2 separate regions of the Callithrix jacchus genome follow, and region 2 is linked to region 1. The links are chromatin contacts, called in public Hi-C maps. All regions are on one chromosome and are shown on one strand. Each heading gives the region's core, a stretch centred on a gene start, on an enhancer-like site or on the middle of the called end of the contact. The rest is flanking DNA. Distances are from core to core; before and after follow the strand shown. Region 1 overlaps EHMT1 (euchromatic histone lysine methyltransferase 1). Region 2 overlaps EHMT1 (euchromatic histone lysine methyltransferase 1).

What was found. A called contact is a pair of places that touch in the nucleus more often than the background predicts.
Region 2: a contact with region 1 is called in a Hi-C map of skeletal muscle, with 3 times the contacts expected there. The contact joins two enhancer-like sites. A contact is called at or near these places in 2 of 3 Hi-C or Micro-C datasets (induced pluripotent stem cells and skeletal muscle).

What each region holds. Positions count from the first base shown.
Region 1 is chr1:186,027,585-186,032,946 of calJac240_pri, reverse strand. All of the region lies in intron 1 of EHMT1 (euchromatic histone lysine methyltransferase 1), which reads right to left. Among named protein-coding and RNA genes, the nearest start is that of EHMT1, 59 kb to the right of the region's middle. Within about 2 kb of position 3,841, at least 4 of the 16 cell types and tissues checked have an H3K27ac peak or open chromatin away from gene starts, as enhancers often do. A contact at or near this core is called in skeletal muscle, where this site is marked.
Region 2 is chr1:186,115,688-186,120,728 of calJac240_pri, reverse strand. It overlaps EHMT1 (euchromatic histone lysine methyltransferase 1), which reads right to left. Exons shown (of 27, transcript XM_078333150.1): 10 at 3,371-3,516. Among named protein-coding and RNA genes, the nearest start is that of CACNA1B, 110 kb to the left of the region's middle. Within about 2 kb of position 2,053, at least 5 of the 16 cell types and tissues checked have an H3K27ac peak or open chromatin away from gene starts, as enhancers often do. A contact at or near this core is called in skeletal muscle, where this site is marked.

The sequences.
Region 1 (5,362 bases), core at 2,592-5,091:
AATTTTCCTAAACTAGCAAAGCAGGTCAACATTCAACCCCAGGTAATACAGAGAACACCACAAAGATATTCCTCAAGAAGACCAACCCCAAGGCACATAATCGTTAGATTCACCAGGGTTGAAACGAAGGAGAGGATACTAAGGGCAGCCAGAGAGAAAGGTCGGATAACCCACAAAGGCAAGCCTATCAGACTTACAGCAGATCTCTCGGCAGAAACTCTACAGGCCAGAAGAGAGTGGGGGCCAATATTCAACATCCTCAAAGAACAGAACCTTCAGCCCAGAATTTCATATCCAGCCAAACTAAGCTTCACAACTGAAGGAAAAATAAAATCTTTTATGAACAAGCAAGAACTCAGACATTTTATTACCACCAGGCCTGCTTTACAAGAGCTTCTGAAAGAAGCATTACACACAGAAAGAAACAACCAATATTAGCCTTTCTAAAAATACACCAAAAAGTAAAGAGCACCAACATAAAGAAGAATTTACACCAACAAATGGATAAAACAGCCAGTCAACATCAAATGGCAGTAACCCTAAATTTAAATTGACTAAATTCCCAATCAAAAGACACAGCCAAAACCCAACGGCATGTTACATCCAGACCTGTTTCACATGCAAGGATACACAAAGACTCAAAACAAAGGGTTGGAGAAAGATTTACCAACCAAATGGAGAGCAAAAATAAATAATAAATAAATAAAAAGCAGGAGTTGCAATTCTTGTATCGGATAAAATAGATTTTAAAGCAACAAAGATATAGTGGTAAAAGGATCAATGCAACAACAAGAGCTAACGATCCTAACACCCAGATAGGAGACTTAGATTTAATGAGACAGAAAATTAATAAGGATATCAAGGACTCGAACTCAGATCCAGAACAAGTAAACTTAATAAATATTTATAGAGCTCTCCACTTCAAATACACAAAATATACATTCTTGTCAATACCACATCACACCTACCCATTAGTTTAAATAAAACATTGATTGGCCATTATTAATACCCAATTTTTTTCAAAATAAAGCAATATTTCCATTTACTCTCCCTCTTTCTCTTCCTCTTTCTTCCTCTCCTTTACTTATTTTTTTTTTCTTTCCTTCTCTCAAAAAAAAAGAAATCAACTTGTAAACCTCTAGATCCAGGTCGGCAATGTCTCTTTCATTGCTTGATTTCCTTTCTTCCCTTCCCTCCCTCCCTCCCTCCCTCCCTCCCCGCTTCCTCCCTTCCTTCCTTCCTTCCTTCATCCCTTCCTTCCTCCCTACCGTCCTTCTTCCCTTCCTTCCTGCCTTCCTCCCCACCCCAAAAAAAAAAAAAAAAAAGTAAACGCTGGTGGGGCAGGTGGAAATTCTCCGGGGACCCTTTTTTATCTGCCTAGGCATTTGGCTGTCTCATAAGGAGACTCTGTCTCTACAAAGAACTTAAAAATTAGCCAGGTGTGGTGGTGCACACCTGTAGTCCCAGCTACTTCGGAAGCTGAGAAAGGAGTATTGCTTGAACTGGGAAGGTGGACGTTGCAATGCGCCGAGATAGCCCCACTGCACTCCAGCCTGGACAACAGAGCAAGGCTCCATCTCAAAAAATAAAAATAAATTTAAAAAAATAAAATAAAATGAACGGCCAGTCAGCATCACTACTCACGCTCCCTCACACCACTCCCTCCTACTGGCCACCAAATTCTATGCCTCCTAAATATTCCATCAAATTCCACTGCTACCTTCTTATTTTATGCCACATTATTCCTAAAGTCAAGGGTAATAGGAAGAATCTGGCAACTCATTTTTCTAATTCCAGTCTCTCCCCTTTTCAGTCTAGCATCTACTCTGCAGTTAAAATTATCTTTCTAAAATTGTGACCTTATCATAATCTTCTTTAAAAATTCAGTGGCTTCCCACTGCCCATGGAATCAAGTTCACACTTCATGACAAGGCACAGAAGGCACTTCAGCGATCTAGGCCAGGCGTGCGGCCTCCGGGGCCAAATCCAGCCCCAACTGCTTTCTTACTTCCCACAAGCTAAGAATGCATTTTTTTGAAAAATTTTTAAGTTGTAGAAATAAAAAAGAATATGCATCAGAGACCTTCATACACCTGGTCCTTAACAGAATTCTGCAGATTTCTAACCTAGCCTGATGATTTTCAGGTCCAGGAATGGCCTGTCAAAAATCCTAGATGCCAGTCACACGGAGCTACTTGAGATTCTAGCAGCAGTGTGGCCCCGACCATCACGCCTCCCCCGTGTCCACGACTCTCCAACTGTGCAGCAAGCTCTTGGGCTCAGATGGCTTTGCAGCTCATCACAGGCTCTGTGATGACCCACACAGGCTTGCCTCCCACTTACAGAGGGAGCTCCTGTTCACTTTTGTAACCCCAGCACCTAGTATGGGCACAAAATACATACTCTACAACTACTGGAAGAATATACTTTAAGATGATGATTAAATACTAATGGCGGGTGTCACACACCAAGAAGTGAGTCAGCAATCACAGGCAGACAGCACAAGGTACAGGAGGCGCCACAGCGACCCGACCTGGACTTGCTCTTCGAGGCTGAACAGGAGCACAAAGAAAGAGCGCTGGAGCTGAGAGTCAGGGCATCTGGGGACACTGGCCAACAGTGAGATTCTCCACCAGCCTGCAGTGTGGGGGAGCCAGAACAGCGGATGGAATTCTGAGAGATTTTACTGTGGGTTTTAATTTATATCATGTTGGTGTTCTTTGATAGATGCCAGGAAAGAGCAGAATCCTGTTAAATGTCTTTCAGCACCTGAAATTTGGCCTCAGCACAGGGCTCAATGGAGAGATTGGCCCTCAGGAAGCCCTGGTGCAGGTGGGTCACACTGTAGCCCCTAGCCCCTTCACTGCCTTGTAAATGGCAGCATGGGCTATGGTGCTGGCTAAGCTCACTGTGCTCCAGGCCTTGTAAACGGCACGTGTGTGACGGTGCTGGTGGTCCTCTAAGCTCACTGTGCTCTAGGCCCTGTGAGGAACAGGTTGGTGTTTTAGAAAGTCTCCCTGCTCACCCTGGATCTCTGAGAAAAGCAGCTTTAGCTGGCCAGCATCTGTCTGGGCCTCCTGGGCTCAATTCCAAGACAACAGATTGTCCTGCCTCCATCAAGGCCTCAGCCCTGGCTCCTGAGAACAATACAGTCCCTAGAAGGGACCCATAGACTCCTAGATCCCCCTAGTATTGCCTCCTGGAGGCTAAGTAATACGTCAACGCATACAGATGCTATTTTTCAGTGGTACTACGTTCATAGTAATTTTGTCATTTTCTATCTTTTTAATTCATACATACTTTCGCACAATTATCCCCATAAAAACAGGGGCCTTAATATTTCTTTTTTTTTTTTTTTTGAGACAGAGTCTTGCCCTATCTCCCAGGCTGGAAAGCAGTGGCCCGATCTCGGCTCACTGCAACCTCCACCTCCTGGGTTCAAGCTAGTCTCCGGCATCAGTCTCCTGAGTACTGGGTATCACAGGTGCACACCACAACACCCAGCTAATTTTTCTATTTTTTGTAGAGGTGGGTTTCACCATGTTGGTCAGGCTGGTCTTGAACTCCTGACCTCATGATCTGCCCGCCTGGGTCTGCCAAAGTGCTGGGATTACAGGCATGAACCACTGTGCCTGGCCTAAAATTTTTCTAATGTGAGAAAAAAGTTTTGAAGACACTGAATAACACTGGCAGTCCCTGCCAGAGCCTCCCTGAGAGGAGGGCCAATGCTAGGCAGAGCAGCAGTGCAGTTTCACCAGAAGACATCTGGTGAAATTTGGCCTCAGCACAGGGCTCAATGGAGAGATTGGTGTGGAGCACAGGCGAAGAGCGTGGGTCTGAGGGAGGGATGCAGACATGGTCTCCACACACTCCCTGGTGCACTCTCAGGGCCAGAGCTTCATGCTGCCTTCAGCTTAGCCAGCAAGGACAGTGTAGCTGAACACGGCTCCCCCACCTCCCAGGACACCCACCTCCTCTTCTGAGCAACATGGGACATAAGAACAAGACTGTACACAACTTATCAAAATATAAGAGAAGCCTATTTCTTTTTTCAGATTAGAAGAGCAACTTGAGTAACAGTCCTATCAGAAATAAATACAACAAATAGAAAAGCAGCAGTCGAGAGTGGTAAGGGACCAGGCACCCAGACTAGCACCCAGGTAAGGGGTGCTCAACCTGCTGGGGGGTTCTTACACACTCTAGGGTGTCATTCTAAGATGAGACCACCCTGATGTGAAAGAAAGGTAAGGTTCTTTGCTAAGCACTTCAAAGCAGAATCATCTTAAATTGTCAAAAAAGCAACCCATATAAAACTGTTCTCAAGCTACGTCCTGCACAGCGTCAGCCATCGGACTTGGAACAAAGGCACCACCTTGTGGTTAGAAGAGTAAATGCAGGCTACATGCAGAAAACCGTAAGATCCATTAATAATTTCTCTGCAATCAAAAAGGTTCCTGGTAGAAGACCACATTCCTACTCATGTCAGACACCTTTTCTTAAATCCACAACACTGCTCTGTAATATGACTGAGACAGCGTGGGAAAACAAATACACATTCATAGCTGAATTTCATTTAAAATCTCCAGGATGATAAAAAGATAGTAAAACCTAAGGAGTTGACTGTTTTGAAGTATGTGACACAAAAATGTGACACTCATCTCCAATCAGAACGTCAGCTCTATGAGAAACAGAAATTGTTTGTTTGGTTCATTATACTACTGTTCCAGGCACTTCAGTTTATGATAAAACATAAATTCTCAAACTTTTCATTCTCAGAACCACACCACACTCTAAACAGCACTGATCACCCCAAAGAGATTTTGTTTACATGAGTTATCAGAATGGTACTAAGTTAGTTTTACCATGTCCAAACTGAAAAGAAATTTTTTAAGTTATCACTTCCTTTACAGATAACAATAAACCCATTACATGTTAACATAGGATACTTTATGAAAATAAACTATTCTTTAAAGAAAAGACAAAATTATATGGTTTTGCATTTGTGAAAGTATTTTTTCCAGTTTAGCAAACCAGAAGTCCATGTGCCCGCCGCATTCCATCTATGGCAGGATCACACAACTCGTGCCTGACACTTAGCACAGAATGAGAGTGAAAAGGTACATAAAGTCTTGCATTTGTATGCAGCTCAAACCCTAGAAGACTCCTGGGGCCTCTGCACTGTAGTGTCTGCTGGACACAAAGTGCTGGAGGAGGTTCCCTGAGTGAAGGAAGAAGGGGTGCAGAAGTACACAAGGACCAAAGGGACGGCCTCTGTGCAGCCACGTGTGGGGGCAAGGCCCGGCCACAGCACTGCAGAGTTGGGTCCTTATTTCATAACGATTCCAAGTATAGGATTCAGGTC
Region 2 (5,041 bases), core at 804-3,303, 90 kb before region 1:
TGAGTGTGGGATTAGCAGAATCCAGATGATGGGAGCCTTGAAGCTTCCAATGGCATGGGTTGTTCAACAGATACACTGAACGAAAAAGACGGGACCATGAATAATATAGAAACTGAAGATGGGCAGCAGTGCTGCAGGTGAAGCTACAAACTCAAAAGGTGATATTGACACAGGAAGCAGGCGCTGTGGGAGCCGGGACAGAGGCCACTGGGCGGGGCAGATCACACATGGGGACAGGCAGGGGGAGCGCCCCAGGCTCCACTCCTCGACCTTGGTGGTGTTTACCAGAGCTCAGCTGAGACAGATTTGTTTAGTCCAATGTTTGTTTTGTATGGTCTTCTGGATCTACATTTAATTTAATTATTATTTTGAGTTTTCTATCCAAAAAATAGGTCAGAGTAGGATAAGGCAGAAAAATAAGGCAGAAAGATCGCTTGAGCCCAGGAGATCAAGACTAGCCTGGACAACATGGCGAAACCCCATCCCTTAAAAAAATAAGGGACCTGTGTTTAATTTTAAACAAAAAAACTTAGCACACATTGAATTCAGAGAAGACCATGAGTCATTAAGAATGCGAAGGGAGAAAGGCAGGTGGAGAGGGGACAGGGAGAAGCAAAATCAAGCCCTCTGAATGCTACTAGAGGTTGTTAGAGCACCCATTCACTAACAAGCAGCTGTTTATTCTGTTTGTTATTCTGTTTATTAACAATCCAGCTGAAGCTTGTTTCAGAGGTACTAAACAGCCCTGGCAGATGTGGGGAAGTTTTCCATACCAAAAAATTCCAGCCTGTGCTTGCCAGAGGAAGAACAAAATCACCATCTTGCAACTCTGAATGAAACAATGGATGCAGGCAGTGGTCACCAAGGACAGTGCAGCTTTCAGGCAGACAGGAGGCCACCTCAGAAATCCAGGGCCTTCTTGGCACCACTCCCAGCACATGAACCTCCAGAGCATTTTTGCCAGAATTAAATCATAAAGTAAAAATTTGAGGTACATATATGTAAACCAAGGCTTCAGATCTAACTTTCAGGCTATAGGAACTAAGGCAAATGACTTAACAACACAGGAAGTTACAAACTAAATCCAGAATCTGGAATCCAGATTCTCTCAGTGAACAGTGTGGCAAATGGGAAGAGGCAGGGACAGAGAGAATGTTTTGGATTAAAAAAACACAAAAAACCTAAGAGACATTGCAGCAGATTGATCTAATGAGTGGAACCAGTCTTGATCCAATTAGAAAGAGGAAAAAAAAGGAAAAGGCTTTTGTTAACAGACCTTTGACCATGGAATGGGCACCAAATAATAATAGGAAACTGCTATTTTTGTTACATGTGAAAATGCATTGCTGTTACATGAGAAAATGGTCCCTTTTTGTTCTTCATAGAAATATATTGCGCTATTCAGTAGTAAAGCGGGGTGTGCTTTAAGATAATAAGTAGTTCAAAACCAAGAAAGGAGGATGGGGGACAGCACGCCGGTGATGGAGGAGCCTGAGCCAAGAACTCCGAGGGCTAACCGCACCCTCACTTTTCACTACAAAAAGTTCTTTTAAAGCAAACGAGAGGCTCTGCAGAGGGCCAGGTGTGGCAGAACATGTGGCGAGTGACATGAACATTCAGAGGTGGGAAAAGCCATCACACGGGGAGCCCGCCGGGCGCATGTGTGCAGATGAGAGGTGCTGAAGCAGATGTCGCCTAGCCAGCCTGGGACAAGACAGAAGCAGCGCGGTTTCGGAGTCTAGAAAAGCATGTGAACTGGAAACGTAGATATACAGATAGTAAAGTCACAGGGAAGCACCTGTCAAATGGATCTGCCTCCACTGGATCCTGCCTCACACCTACGGGGGAGGAGAAGAGGAGGAGAACCAGTGGTCCTCAAAGTGTGGTCCCTGGACCAGAAGCATCAGGAGAAACTGGGAACACTTTAAAAAAGTAAACTCCCAGCCAGGCCAGACCTACTGAATCAGAAACCCCAGCCACACTAACAGGCGCCAGGGTGAGGGCCGTAGGCTAACTTGGCTGGCCTGTTCCAGGGCCCTGCCCGCTCCACCTGGCTGCTGCTTGTGCGCCCCGACACTGGTGGGGCTCCACCTTTGGAATGAGGCTCCATTCCTGCCTTCTCCACAGCGAGCAGTGAGTCCGGCACGCCAGCCACATAGCCTCTCTCACAGGCCTCACCTGTACAACCTGGGCAACGGTCTATGCTGCACAGGCTGCCCTGAAACCTGGAAGAGCTACCTATGCAAAGGCTTGGAGTGATGCCTGGTATTGCTACATGAATGGCTGCTCCTGTTCATAGTTCATTAATTTCTAAAACGTGCAGCTAAGACTCAATAATCGAGTTGAAGATGGCTCCGCTGGCCAAAAAGACCAGGAAACTCAATGGAGCAACAGGCTGACACCCATGCCCATGAGCTGACTTTGGCCTGCAGCAAATGCAAGCCTGGGGCAGCCAGACACCCGAGCAGTGTGACTGCATGTGGTGCCTCTCAGGGCCTGGGGCCAACAACCCTCCTGCTTGGCCCCTCGCCATGGCCAGCCATGGTCACGAGGCTCTAAGAGCCAAAAGAAATCTACTGGAGAAATTTTCAGAAAACATTAATTCCGTCTGTGCTCTGCCTGTTCCAGAGGCAGCAGGGAGGGGGCATGATGAACCCTCTGAGTCTGTGATCCCTGGTGACGGGAAGGAAGTGGCTGCTGCCCGGTCCTGCAGGGAACCACAGTTCTGGGCATACCTTGGTGTGACTCTCCTGCCTCCATCTACCCACTTAGTTTACTGCAAGGTAGGAAAAACCTTAACAAAACCATGATCATAAAAGAGAAACACAACAGGCCATTTTCTTTTTTTTTTTTTTTTTTTGAGACAGAGTCTTGCTGTGTCACTCAGGCTGGAGTACACTGGCACCATCTCGACACACTGCAGCCTCCACCTCCCAGGTTCCAGCAATTCTCCTGCCTCAGCCTTCAGAGTAGCTGGGATTACAGGCGCGCGCCACCACACCCTGCTGATTTTTGTATTTTTAGTAGAAACAGGGTTTCACCATGTTGGCCAGGCTGGTCTCCATCTCCTGACCTCATGATCCACCTGCCTCAACCTCCCAAAGTGCTGGGATTACAGGCGTGAGCCACCGTGCCCGGCCACAACAGGACACTTTCATTCAAAAAACGTGTCTACACAATCCTCCTTTTTAATAAGCTCTCCTGGGATTTCAGTATTGGGACCTGCTCGGCTGGTTTTGTGCAGAAGCCACTCAAGCTCCCTCCCTGGTCATGCAGCGCAACTCACTGGAGGGGGCTGGGGGGCCGCTGCTGGGCTGGGCTTTCTCACCCATTTCTCGTGGCTGCTTTAAATGAAAACAAACGTGCTTACTTCATGGTCCACACTCTCAGTAGCCATGCACTGGTTGTTGGCCAAAGTGGTGATCTCTCGGCTCTTCGGCGTTTCCATCCGGCAGCTGCAGAGAGGCACTTCCTGGAGACCGTCTGTCTCCAGCACGTCCGGACCGTTAGCCAACCCTAACATCACACAGACACATGTCAGCTCAGGCAGTCCTGACCTTGAAAGAATCATCTAGAAACCAATTGATTATAGAGTCTCAACAGTGCTCTCCCAGGCCAGGAAATAAAAGCAATGCAGTTGATTACCTAGGCACGAACAGCCCTGCAAGGAGGGTGGAAGGTGGGGGGTGGCTGTGGGGCTGGGCAGTGCCCACAGGCTCATGGACCGCCACCACCTGGGCAACATGAAGGAGTGGCCTGTGCCTCCTCAACTAACAAACCCCCTGCCAGGGTCTCAAGAGGGTTAACCTGTGTTCTCAGGTTCTCAGGACCCAGGACACAAGTTCCAAAGTCAGAGGCTGGTACCTCTGGCAGCAGCTCCTAAATCTTTTGGTTTTCAAACAAAAGCACATTAATTACCCTTTAAGATCTTGTTTTCCTAATTGGTTTTAAAATGGCAGCCACCAAAAAAATAATCAATTTGGAAGGGTTTAATAATGGTTCATCTATTATCTAGAATTCCACTCACCTACTGCAATAGTCCACAGAGCCCATTTATCAGGCTGAAGGAGGAAAGAACCAGGGAAACAAGGAAAGATAAACTAGAGGAGAATGAGAGCTCAACATGTGGCTGACAGTGACAGCATCGTCCACAGGGCAGGCTGCAGCGGAGCTGTGGTCAACAGGTGGCCTTGGGCTAGTCCGAGCATAACCAGGGCTGCTGCCCCCCACACCCTGCCCCCAGCCCAGGCAGGAGAGACCAGCAAGGCCAAGGCCAAGTGGCAGAGGCAGGGTGGAGGCAGTCGCCAGGAAGACCCTCAAGCGTGGCAAGGGGCTACAGTGGGTGCTGCTCCCAAAGGAAGCCTGATCACAATTCACATTTTCTTTCTTGTTAAACAGTCAAAGCAGAAATAGAAGGTGAACAGGTGTCTCAAATACTCACTAACTCTGAATTAAAAATAATTAACTCTTGTTTTCACATCTAAAAACACACTGTTGAAGTATACTAAAACAGAGACCAGGGCTGAAGAATCCATGAACAGACAAGGCCAGTTGAGCCAAGGAGGCCATCTTGACCTTGCTTGATTTGAAAACAAAAGTTATCTTGGGCTACTTCTTGCAAATGCCTCTAGTAAAGAAAAGTAAGACTTAAGTTCTACCACTGAGAAGCAGCCAACCCATCTCTGTCACTAGGGTCTTTCGAGCAGGATGGAACAAATGACGCAAGCGCGCCATGAACCAATCGGGTGCTTTCTGGGCTTGGCTTCCGTGTCCACCCTGAAAGCCTTCCCCTTGTGTTTCCTCAGTGTGGCTCCCAACATGCTTCTGGTTTGGAGCTACCCAGTTCATAAATCGCTGCTCAAGGAAACCCTTTAAAAACTGCGTTGTGCCTTCGTTCATCTTTTAACAACACCCAGGCTGAGTCACCCACAGTCACTTCTGTTGGTCTCTAGCCCGTCTGTATTCTGATAATGGTCACAGCCAGGAGAGAATCCAAATCTGTGCAAAGAGCTGATGAGCATGTGAATGGCATGCACTGCCA